2 separate regions of the Macaca mulatta genome follow, and region 1 is linked to region 2. A link is a contact called in public Hi-C data. All regions are on one chromosome and are shown on one strand. Each heading gives the region's core, a stretch centred on a gene start, on an enhancer-like site or on the middle of the called end of the contact. The rest is flanking DNA. Distances are from core to core; before and after follow the strand shown.

Region 1 (5,552 bases), core at 2,792-5,291, 140 kb before region 2:
GAGGGCTCTGACTGTGCACCCCTCTCAGCAAGAACACCTTGTGGGGCTCAGGGAACAGAGCTCAGCGGGCAGAAGACAGGAGAAGCAGATAAAAGATGCCTTTCATCAACTCTACTAAGCCAAAGTCTCTCAGTACAACCAAGGGGAATGGCAATAGCCACTCTTGGAGCCCACCTGTGAGCCAACCTGGCCAAGTCCTGCAAATGTGCTCCCTGGAGGGTGCTAAGGTGCTCTCCCGGAAGATTCTGCATCAGGAGGAAAGCTCCTTACCCAGCGAGACCAGGCTGCTGTAGTTCTCCAGCATCACCTCCCGGTACAAGGCTCTCTGGGCAGAGCCCAGGTGCAACCACTCGTCCTGGCTGAAGAACACGGCCACATCTCTGAATGTCACGGACTCCTGTAATGGCAAACCCATTCCTGTTCATCCAAGACCGTCCCCACCATGGGACGACTGAGAAGCAACCCTGTCACAACTTAGGGTTCTAAGTATTTCAAGTATTTCTGGACAACTTTTCAGTTACCAAGCACACATTTATCATTTACCTACGGTGAGTGAAACACTGTCCCCTCCGGAAGCTTGAACACAGAAGTCAAACAAGATAAGCACTTGAAACCATGAAACAAAATCACAAAACACTCAAATTTAGATTTGGAAACGTCCAATCACCTAGACCAAACTCTCACCTTACAGGCGACACCTGAGAGTCAGGTTTCGGAAGGAGGCACCAGCACATTCACTGAGGGAGGTATAGGTGGAACGCCACCAGGCTTGCCTGGGAAGGCGGTCACTGAGTCCTAGTTCTGCCTCAACTTGGGCCATCTCTGAGTCCTGGGAAAGGGGACACTGACATTCACAACAGGGAAGCCTATGAAAATGTGCCAGGCATGGCTGTGTCAGGAGAGGTCCCAGGTGATGGGCTGGATCACCTTTCAGGCCAAAGGAGAAGGCTATGGTCAGGAGTCTCCCTCCCCACCCCCGAAGCTCCTGTTCTTCTACCTCTCTCCTCCTTCACTGGATGCCATGTCACTGCTCTGAACTAGGACCACCTCCCCTTCTTTTCTTGAGAGTCATCTTCTTGGCTGAGCACAGTAGCTCACACCTATAATCCCAGCACTTTGGGAGGCCAAGACAGGAGGATTACTTGAGCCCAGGAGTTTGAGACCAACCTGGGCAACATAGGGAGACGCCATCTCTGAAAAAAATAATTTTTTTAAAATTAGTTGGGTGTGGTGGCATGTGCCTGTAGTCCCAGTTATTCAGAAGGCTGAGACAGAAGGCTTGCCTGAGCCCAGGAGGTCGAGGCTGCACTGACGTGTGATCACACTACTGCACTCCAGCCTGGGCAATAGAGTAAGATCCTGTCTCTTAAAAAACAAAACAAAACAAAAGAATCATCTTTAAAAAGCTCATTAGAAAATTCTAAAAGATCAATAAGCAAAAGAACAAGAAGTGTTCACCCAACTTTCTTTTATTAAAAAGTTAGTAACTTTTTGCTATATCTTTTCAGATGATTTTCATGCAAATAAGGTTCTATGTTTAAATAAAAATAAAACCCCATTATACAAATAACTGCATCCTAGTCACCACTGTTCACATGCTGCCCAGTATTCCATGGTATAGATGATCTAGTTTATGTAACTCGCCTTGGACTGGAGGTTTAGGTTGGTTTCCACCTTGTTAATACTCTAAAAATGCTGAACTGAGTATCCTGTACATCATCAGAAAGGCGCACAAAGCTTATCTCCTGCAGACATATTTTCCCTTTTTTTTTTTTTTTTTTGAGACGGAGTCTTGCTCTGTCACCAGGCTGGAGAGCAGTGGCGCGATCTCAGCTCACCGCAACCTCCACCTTCCAGGTTCAAGTGATTCTCCTGCCTCAGCATCCTGACCTACTGGGATTACAGGAGCGCACCACCAGACCCACCACACCTGGCTTTTTTATTTTTTATTTTTTGAGATGGAGTCTCACTGTGTCACACAGGCTGAAGTGCAGTGGCATGATCTCTGCTCACTGCAACCCCCGCCTCCCGGGTTCAAATGATTCTCCTGCCTCAGCCTCCAGACTATAGTTGGGACTATAGGCATGCACCACCATGCCCAGTTAATTTTTGTATTTTTAGTAGAGACCAGGTTTCACCATGTTGGTCAGGCTGGTCTTGAACTTCTGACGTCAAGTGATCCACCTGCCTTGGCCTCCCAAGGTCCTGGGAATACAGGGCCTCTCTTTTAGAAATTTTCCAGTGTTAGGAAGGGATTATTTTACCCCTCCGTGTCTTTGTCCTCCACAAGGCAAAAACATACCTAAATCTTTCACAAAGCTCTGGGAGTGGCAGTGGCCTGGCATTGGAGCCCCATTAAATTCTTTGTCAAAAAGTATGAGACTGGGGGCCGGGCACGGTGGCTCACGCCTGTAGTCCCAACACTTTAGGAGGCTGAGGCGGGCAGATTGCTTGAGGTCAGGGGTTCGAGATCAGCCTGGCCAACTTGGTGAAATCTGGTCTCTACTAAAAATACAAAAATTAGCCGGCTGTGGTGGCACATGCCTGTAGTCCCAACTACCAGGGAGGCTGAGACTGCAGTGAGCCGTGTTCGTGCCACTGCACTCCAGCCTGGGTAACAGAGTGAGACCCTATCTCAAAAAAGAAAAAAAAAGTATGAGACAGGCTCTAAGGCAAGGGAAACACCTTCCTTCCAGAGTTCCTCAGCTACCAAGCCCTCTGGTCCTTCCCTGAGCTTCACTGGGTAGAGAAGCTCAACAACAGATGAACAAGTTTGCCACCTCTAGACCCCGAAGGCAGTTCAAGCAAAAAGAAGCCTTCACTCACCTGTACCTGGGCTGGCAGCAACCTCCTTGCCATTTCTCCCTCCCTGCTGCCCCTCTTGGGGAAGGCACCTGGAATGGAGAAAGAAGCTGTGAGGTCTTTTCATCCAGCCTGCATGCCCACCCTCATTAGACCAGACCAGGTTAGAAGCCATAAGCTGAGCATCTGCAGAGAAGGAGCCTGGCACTGTCCAGGCCACAGGGGCCTTGAGTCCGGCCACCTAAACCAGTGTGGGAAGCCGGTACACAGTCACCGGGCCTGCCACCTTTCTGCCAGTGCTTTACGATAAAGACGAATGGAGCGAAGGGATGAAGACCATCTGGCGTGCATTAAGCACCATCAGGCAAGGCTCATCCAGATAGAGTAATAGGAAATGACACAATATTCCACACATCTGCACTTGGATGTTGTTCAATACGAAAAACAGCAATTGAAGAACTGATGCCCTTTTTAGGAACAGCCAACCAAAAATTAGTCCTCTTTTCTTCCTCTTGTAAGTTTTCTTTCATCAAAAACAGTTATCAAAGCTGCTTAAAGGTGGCGTTACCCATTCTCCCCGGCCCAAAAAACAAGGGCTCAAAAGAATAGCACCACCGGCTAGAAATGGATTTAAAATTTAGAGAAATGGGAAGTAACTTAGCAAGTGGACATGGTTACGGTAAATAAAAAAGGAAATGGTTAAATCTCTCCAGGACTAACTGTAGGAAAACACCGCCAAACGAGCAAGACTGCCAAAAACGAGTTAATCTAAAGTTTAAACTCCGGGAAACGGAGTAGAGGGAGGGTTAAACCCACGAACGCCAAGAGCGGAAAACCGCCCGGAGGGCTCTGGACCCGGAACCGAACCGGCGTTTTGCAGTTTCTTTTCTGGAGCCGTTTCCCCCACAGTCCGGCCCAGGCTGCGGCCCAGGAGTCCAGCGGCGTCGACGCGCTCTCCCGGCCACCGCCGGGCCCTTCCCAGGCCACGCCCCCTCCGGGGCCGGGTTCACCTGCCGAGGCCGCCGCGGCTCGGACGCCTGGAGCCCGGGCTCGGCGGGCACGCGCGGCAACCAGCACTCGTCCTGGTCCCGCCGCGACAGCCGCACGCCCCGGGCCCGCCCTCACCGGCAGCCCGTACCTGGGCCCGCCACGGCGGGGAGAGCGCAGCTGCACACCGCACCAGAGGCGAACAGAACACCTAGTTCAGAGACGCTTCCCGTCGCCGCCGGGCGCCACTGCGCTTGCGCGCCGAAGAGCCGACGGGTTTCCCTGGCTGAACCGCAGCGTTTGTCCCTCCGGACTTCATTTCCCAGTCGTCGCCGCGGCACCACCACTTACGGTGTCCGAGAGGCAACCACAGCCCCGAGAGCGGAGAAGGCGGTCGGGCTGTGGAGTTGGAGAAGGCTGGAGTCCCTCCAGCTTGGGCTCCAGCTACTCTCTGCTAAACCACTCACTATATTCGTAGTTAGAATGACAATAGTAAGACGGAAAATTGAGTATGAATTTTTAAATGTGGAAGACTAGCTGCCGCTGATTATTCACAGGTGGTGAGAGAACTATTACAGTCCATTCCGCAATTTTAATAAAAAAGGAATTATGTCTAAATTTTGTAACCTCGGCGGAGCGCGGTGGCTCGCGCCTGTAATCCCAGCCCTTTGGGAGGCCGAGGTGGGCGGATCGCGAGGTCAAGATGGATCGAGACCATCTTGGCCAACACGGTGCAACCTCGTCTCTACTAAAATACAAAAAATCAGCCGGGCGTGGTGGCGGCGCCTGTAGTCCCAGCTACTCGGGAGGCTGAGGCAGGAGAACGGCGGGAACCCGGGAGGCGGAGCTTGCAGTGAGCTGAGGTCGCGCCACTCACTCCAGCCTGGGCGACAGAGCGAGACTCCGTCTCAAATAAATAAATAAATAAATTTTTGTAATCTTTACATATTTACTGGCACTCAGAGTAAAACAAAAGCATAAACCCAGTATTTCCCTCTTCATGGCACTCACTTCTTTTGAAGTGACTTCTTTTGAAGTGACTTCTTTATTTTAGGGTTAAAATAAAGTGAAATAAATAAATAAAGTGAAATAAAATAAAAGTGACTTCTTTAAAGTCACTTTTTGAAGTGATTTATTTTAGGGTTAAAATAAAGCCCAACTCCCAGCGCTATCATCACAACTGCCTCCTCGATAACCTGCACTGTGATTTTTTAAACATCCAACATTAGGGTTTACAGAGGCAAACCTAAACGCAAAGGGTACTTGAAGATAGAAAACGCAGAGATGGACTAAGAGATGTCAGGTAGATAGTATGAAAAAGAAATCTTGGATCGCAGTGTTACAATAATACAAGGATTATTTCACAGTAAAAATAATTAAATTGAACAAAATGGATGTTTTATATTGTTAAAACATAATAATGTACCTCACTAATCATTAGGGGAATGCTGATCAAACATCCACTGTAATTTCACACTCATTAGGATGGCTATTATAAAATGTGGGAAAAAAGAAAACCAGGAAACAATCCTTGTGCATTAATGGTGGGAATATAAAATGGTACCGCTGCGCTGGAAAACGGTGTGGCAGTTCCTCAAAAAAAATTAAAGATAGAATTAACATATGGGCAATTCCACTTCTGGATCATATGTTATTTTTGTGTTTAATTATTATTTTAAAATAATAGTAATAAAGAGATAACAGTTGTAGACCATTATTGGCAAAACAACATAGCACTGAGATTTACAAAGTAAAGGGTGGCA
Region 2 (5,317 bases), core at 915-3,414:
AAAAAAAAAAAAGGTTCGTTAATTATGGAAAAAATATTTAAGTTGTGCGTTACAACAGCTAAGATTTTTTTTTAAAAAGAATACTGATGAGAGACAACATGCCCGCCAGTATTCACAAAGCTACAAGAATTGGAACACAGTATTACTGACTTATTCACCAGATATACTGTTGACTACCTACTGCATACCAGGCACCATTGCATGGGGTAGGGGTGGATACAGCTGTCAATAAAACAGATAAACTCTCTGCCATAATGGATGTTATAGGCAAACAGGGAAAGGATCAATGGAACAAATTAAAATTCTACCAACCTAAATGGTTCAAATACACATGTATGTATATATGTGTGTGTGTGTGTGTATATATTTCATTCAAGATATGAAATAAATGACATTTCATATCACCAAAGAAAAAAATTACTAAGTAAACTGTAACAAAGGCTTACCATTTGAAAAAAAATGTAAATGTACACAAAACATGAAAGTACTAAGAGAAACTACAAACATTTTTGTGATCTCGTGGGACAGACAGCTTCTCTGCCAATGATGTCAAACACCCAAACGTGAAGAAAAGGTTTTCATGTCTGACCATACGAACCTGTGACATTTCTGCATAGTCAGGAAAGAAGCTTATTTATGTATGAGACACAACATTAAAATACAAAATGCAAACTGCATGAAAATATTCATTAGTGTTCAAAATGCAAATGTAAACAATCCTATCTTTTGCACCTCTCAGAAGTTCAAGAGAATACTAACATTCACAGTTGGTGTGGGTAAATCTCGCACTCTTACACTGCAAGTGTTTGTATAAACTGGAACTTTTCTGGAGGGAATAAGACAGGAAGTATCAAAAGCCTTACTGTACCCTTGACCTAGAAATTTCACTTTAAGAGACTTTTTTTTTTTTTTTTTTTTTTGAGACGGAGTCTTGCTCTGTCGCACAGGCTGGAATGCAGTGGCCAGATCTCAGCACTTTAAGAGATTTATAGAATAAGACAAAATGCAAAGATGTATGCAGCCAGATGGCCTATATTGTTTATAATACTGGGGGGGGAAAAAAAAAAAACCCTAACACAAAAACCTAAGGAGAGGATTAAATACGAGGATCCATACTTTCCCTCACACTCATTAAAACGACGACGTATTTAAAATCTGGTATAAGTAGATGGCGTCAACATATTGAAATGCTTTTTTTTCAGGTGTATTCTCTATCTTCATTGGATGTTTAGGCCAGTAAAAAACTATGAGGCTTAAGATTTGTGCACTTCAAACCCCTTACCAAACGCATCTCATGACTCAATTCTAAAAGATAGATGGTGAAAAAGTTACTAATATTCATATTTGTTTAAAAACAAAGCGCAAAGTGTTTCTACGCTTATACACATATTCACGCTGCCATGCAGATTGATATATATTTTGAATGATTGTTTTAATCTGAATTTTCTAGTTGCGCTACAGTGAAATGGCTTAAGGGAAAAAAAAGATTCCGAGGTAGAAACCTGCACCACGTTGGCCTCCCAATTCTTATTGAGAGATGGGAGGTGAACCCACGCCAGCGCCCTCCAAATGAGAACCAGAGGGCGGGTCCCCAGACACGGTTTACACAAAGGGCAGATGCTGCGCAGGGAGACCCGGCCTGTCGCCCAGAATCCCCAGGATGTCTGCGGGGCAGGTTCGCTCCACGTTCGCAGCATCTGCCCTGTCCCAGGACAAAACTGCGCGCGGCTGGGGAAAGCCAAGGAGGAACCTGGCTCTGAGCGACTCCTGGAACCTTGGGCCCCTCCCTGACCCGTGGTGGCTGGTGTGGCCCTTGTTCGAGCCCCCATCCCCGCTGCTCCCGGGCTGTGATTCCTCCTTGGCGCCTGACCAGGACCGCGCTGGAGGTCGGCAGCCCGTGTGCTCCTGCCGCCAGCTCCTGGGGAAGGAGCGCACCGGGAGCTGGAGGCCGCGCCCCCGGCCCATCTGCGGCGGGCCCGCCCCTCAGCCCTCAGGAGGCAGGGGCCTCGCCCAGCAGTGCGGAGCTCCTCCTGCGGGGGCCTACGAGACTCAGGCTGGCGCACACCCCCGCCACCGGCCCTGCACTCACCCTCTCCCAGCAGGAGCGCAGGAGCGGGAGCAGTGGCGACCGACGCAGCCGCGCCCGGCGCTTACGGCCCGGAGCGCCGGACTACATTTCCCACAAGGCAGCGGGGCTGCAGCGCGAACAGGCCGTCGGAGTGCGCAGGCACGGGGGCCCAGAGGGCAAGGCTGTGCCAGTGGCCCACTGTGTGGCCGCTGCAGGTCATCGGTGTGTCCAGGCGGGACGCGGGGTTCCCAGGCGGCCCCTTACCCCGCCTAAAGAACTCTGTCTGGCCAGGTGTGGTGGCTCACGCCTGTAATCCCAGCACTTTGGTAGGTGGTGGATCACCTGAGGTCAGGAGTTCGAGACCAGCCTGACCAAAATGGAGAAACCTTGTTTTCACTAAATATGCTTTAAAAAAAAAAAAGAAAAGAAAAAAAAAGGCCGGGCATGGTGACGCATGCCTGTACTCCCAGCTACTTGGGAGACAGGCAGAATTGCTTGAACCCGGGAGGTGGAGGTTGCACTGAGCTGAGATTGTGCATTGCACTCCAGCCTGGGCAACAAGAGTGAAACTCTGTCTCAAAACAGACAAGCAAAAAATTAGCTGGGCACGGTGATGTGCACCTGTAATCCCAGCTACTCTGGAGGCTGAGGCAGGAGAATCGCTTGAACCCGGAAGGCAGAAGTTGCACTGAGCTGAGCTCGTGCCATTACACTCTAGCCTGGGTGACAGAGCAAGACTCCGTCTCAAAACAAAAAACAAAAAGAAAAGAAAAAGAGTCTCTCTTTGGAGTCTGTGGGCATCCACCCCATGGGGAGGGGAGGTGGCCTTGGCTAAGCCTCACTGTCCTCTGAAAGCATGGAACCCAGAGGTCCTCCTTACCAAGGAATAACGAAGAGATGAGGCTGCACAGTGCCGCACGTGTTGCGGGCCTCTCAGGAGTCACTACCACACCCCGTCCCCCAGCTCACTCACTGTCAGGCACTGCTCGGAGTGCTTCAGAATTATCAATGTACAGAATGTAGACAAAATCTCCATCAGTTAAATGTGTGGCCTATGTTTGGGTAATTTCAAATGGATCTGCCACTTTGGAACTTGGAGAAGTGCAGATCAACGTAGTAGCTTATATGGTAACACTTGGTTTTCTAAAGGTAGCTGCTAATTTCCTCTGCTTCTTTCACGGTGACAAAGACACTCTCCTTACCCAAACTTTAGGCCTCTAAGCCCCTCTTTTTAACCAGGCCTTGTCCTGGGCCTGCAAGTCCCTAGAATCCTGCTAGAGAGCCAATCCTCAATAGTTAGCCAAATTTCTCATCTGCCACCTTGAAGTCTTAAGTCCTTGACCTGCCTTTAGCGACAATCCCCATACCCCTGATGTCTGCTTTTAGACATTTTTCACCCACTGACTCCTCACTGTGCTTGTACGCTTTATAAATCCCAGGCTGGCTTTGCTGTAATCAGAGTTGAGCTCAGCTTTACTGAAGCTGCTTTCCTCCACTGCAATACTTAATAAAATCTGTTTTACTGTCTTTAATACCTTTTTCTTTCACAACTGTCTGAACTATTTCAAAATACTGAAAAATACGAAAAACTTAACTATTCATATAGTCAACCTAAGGTAACCCAGATAGCCCCAAACATTATTAACTAAAAAATCTACTGCTGCACTAAGACGTATGGCTTGAACAAGTTGTCTCCAGAATCACAAGAACACTGTAACATGGAAACCTCCTAAACATATTCATCACAGTTGTTCTGGTAGAGAAATGGTCCTTCATCAACCTCCACAACATAGAGTGTGCAATTTCAAAAAGTAGGTAAAGAGGTTGGGGTGGAAGAGAGAAAATCAGAAAACTTGAAACAAACAGTAAACAAGAAAATGATAGCAATAAATCCAAGTCTATCAATAATCACTACATAGACACATGGAATGAGCTTTCAAATGAAAAGAAAAGGCCAGGTGTGGTGGCTCACGCCTGTAATCCCAGCACTTTGGGAGGCTGAGGCAAGCAGATCACCTGAGGTCGGGAGTTCAGGATGAGCCTGACCAACATAAAGAAACCCCTTCTCTACTAAAAATAAAAAATTGGTCAGGCATGGTGGAGCATGCCTGTAATCCCAGGTACTCGGGAGGCTGAGGCAGGAGAACTGCTTGAAGCAGAGAGGCAGGCAAAGGTTGCAGTGGGCTGGGATTGCGTCATTTCATTCCAGACTGGACAACAGGAGTGAAACTCTGTCTCAAAAAAACAAAAAAAAAAAAAACAAAAAAAAAAAACCTGTCAGAATAGATTTGTAAAAATCTAGCTATTAAAACATGAGGATAAACAAAGGTTGAAAGTCAAAGGTGGAAAAAGATAAAACAGGCAAATACTAAACATAGAAAGTTTATGTAGCTACATTTAGATCAAACAAAAACTTCAAGGTAAAAAATATTACTACAGGTAGAGAAGGTAATTACATAATGATAAAAGGATTAATTTAGCTAGGCACAGTGGCTCATGCCTATAATATTCTAGCACTTTGGGAGGCCGAGGCGGGTCAATCACCTGAGGTCAGGAATTCGAGACGAGCCTGCCAACATGGTGAAACCCCGTCTCTACTAAAATACAAAATTACCCAGGTGTGGTGGCGGCACCTGTAGTCCCAGCTACTCGGGAGGCTGAGGCAGGAGAATCACCTGAACCCGAGAAGCAGAGATTGCAGTGAGCTGGTATCAGGACACCGCACTCCAGCCTGGGCAACAAGAGCGTGACTGTCTTTAAAAAAAAAAGGCATTAATTTATCAGGAAAGAAAATATTTTAAACTTTTATGTATTTAATAACTAAGATACAAAATACGTAAAGCAAACATGGGCAGAACCAAGAGTTCTGAGAAATCCACCACAGCAGGGAGTCAGTTTTAGTTTTGTTTCCTTTGTTTTTTGTAGGGATGGGATCTTACTTTGTTGCCCAGGCTGGTCTCAAGCAATCCTCCTGCCTTGGCCTCCCAAAATGCTGGGATTATAGGCCTCAGACACCACCCTGGCCTCAGAGTTTTTAACCTACCTTCTCAATAACTAGTAGAAAAGCTGACAAAAAGGTCACTATAGATATGAAATATATGAAAAGCAAAATTAGTTTTATATTAATGAATGGACATATAGGCTAGTCCATCCCAAAACTGAAGAAAACATGTAAAAGCATATATTTATTTACGAAAAGATCTCATACTAGTCTGTAAAGTAGCCTCAACACATTTCAAAGAATTGGTA

What was found. Hi-C and Micro-C count contacts between places; a contact is called where the count stands out from the background.
Region 1: a Hi-C map of fetal cortical plate shows a contact between it and region 2, with 1.7 times the contacts expected there. The contact joins the promoter of ZNF879 here to the promoter of LOC144329390 in region 2.

Annotation. Positions count from the first base shown.
Region 1 is chr6:187,940,532-187,946,083 of T2T-MMU8v2.0, reverse strand. It overlaps ZNF879 (zinc finger protein 879), which reads right to left and starts at 4,041. Exons shown (of 5, transcript XM_015141619.3): 1 at 3,670-4,041; 2 at 2,827-2,894; 3 at 271-397. The coding sequence starts at 2,859. It also overlaps the pseudogene LOC100425559.
Region 2 is chr6:187,802,744-187,808,060 of T2T-MMU8v2.0, reverse strand. LOC144329390 (ZFP2 zinc finger protein) reads right to left here and starts at 2,164. Exons shown (of 6, transcript XM_077937510.1): 1 at 2,090-2,164. All of the region lies in intron 8 of ZFP2 (ZFP2 zinc finger protein), which reads right to left.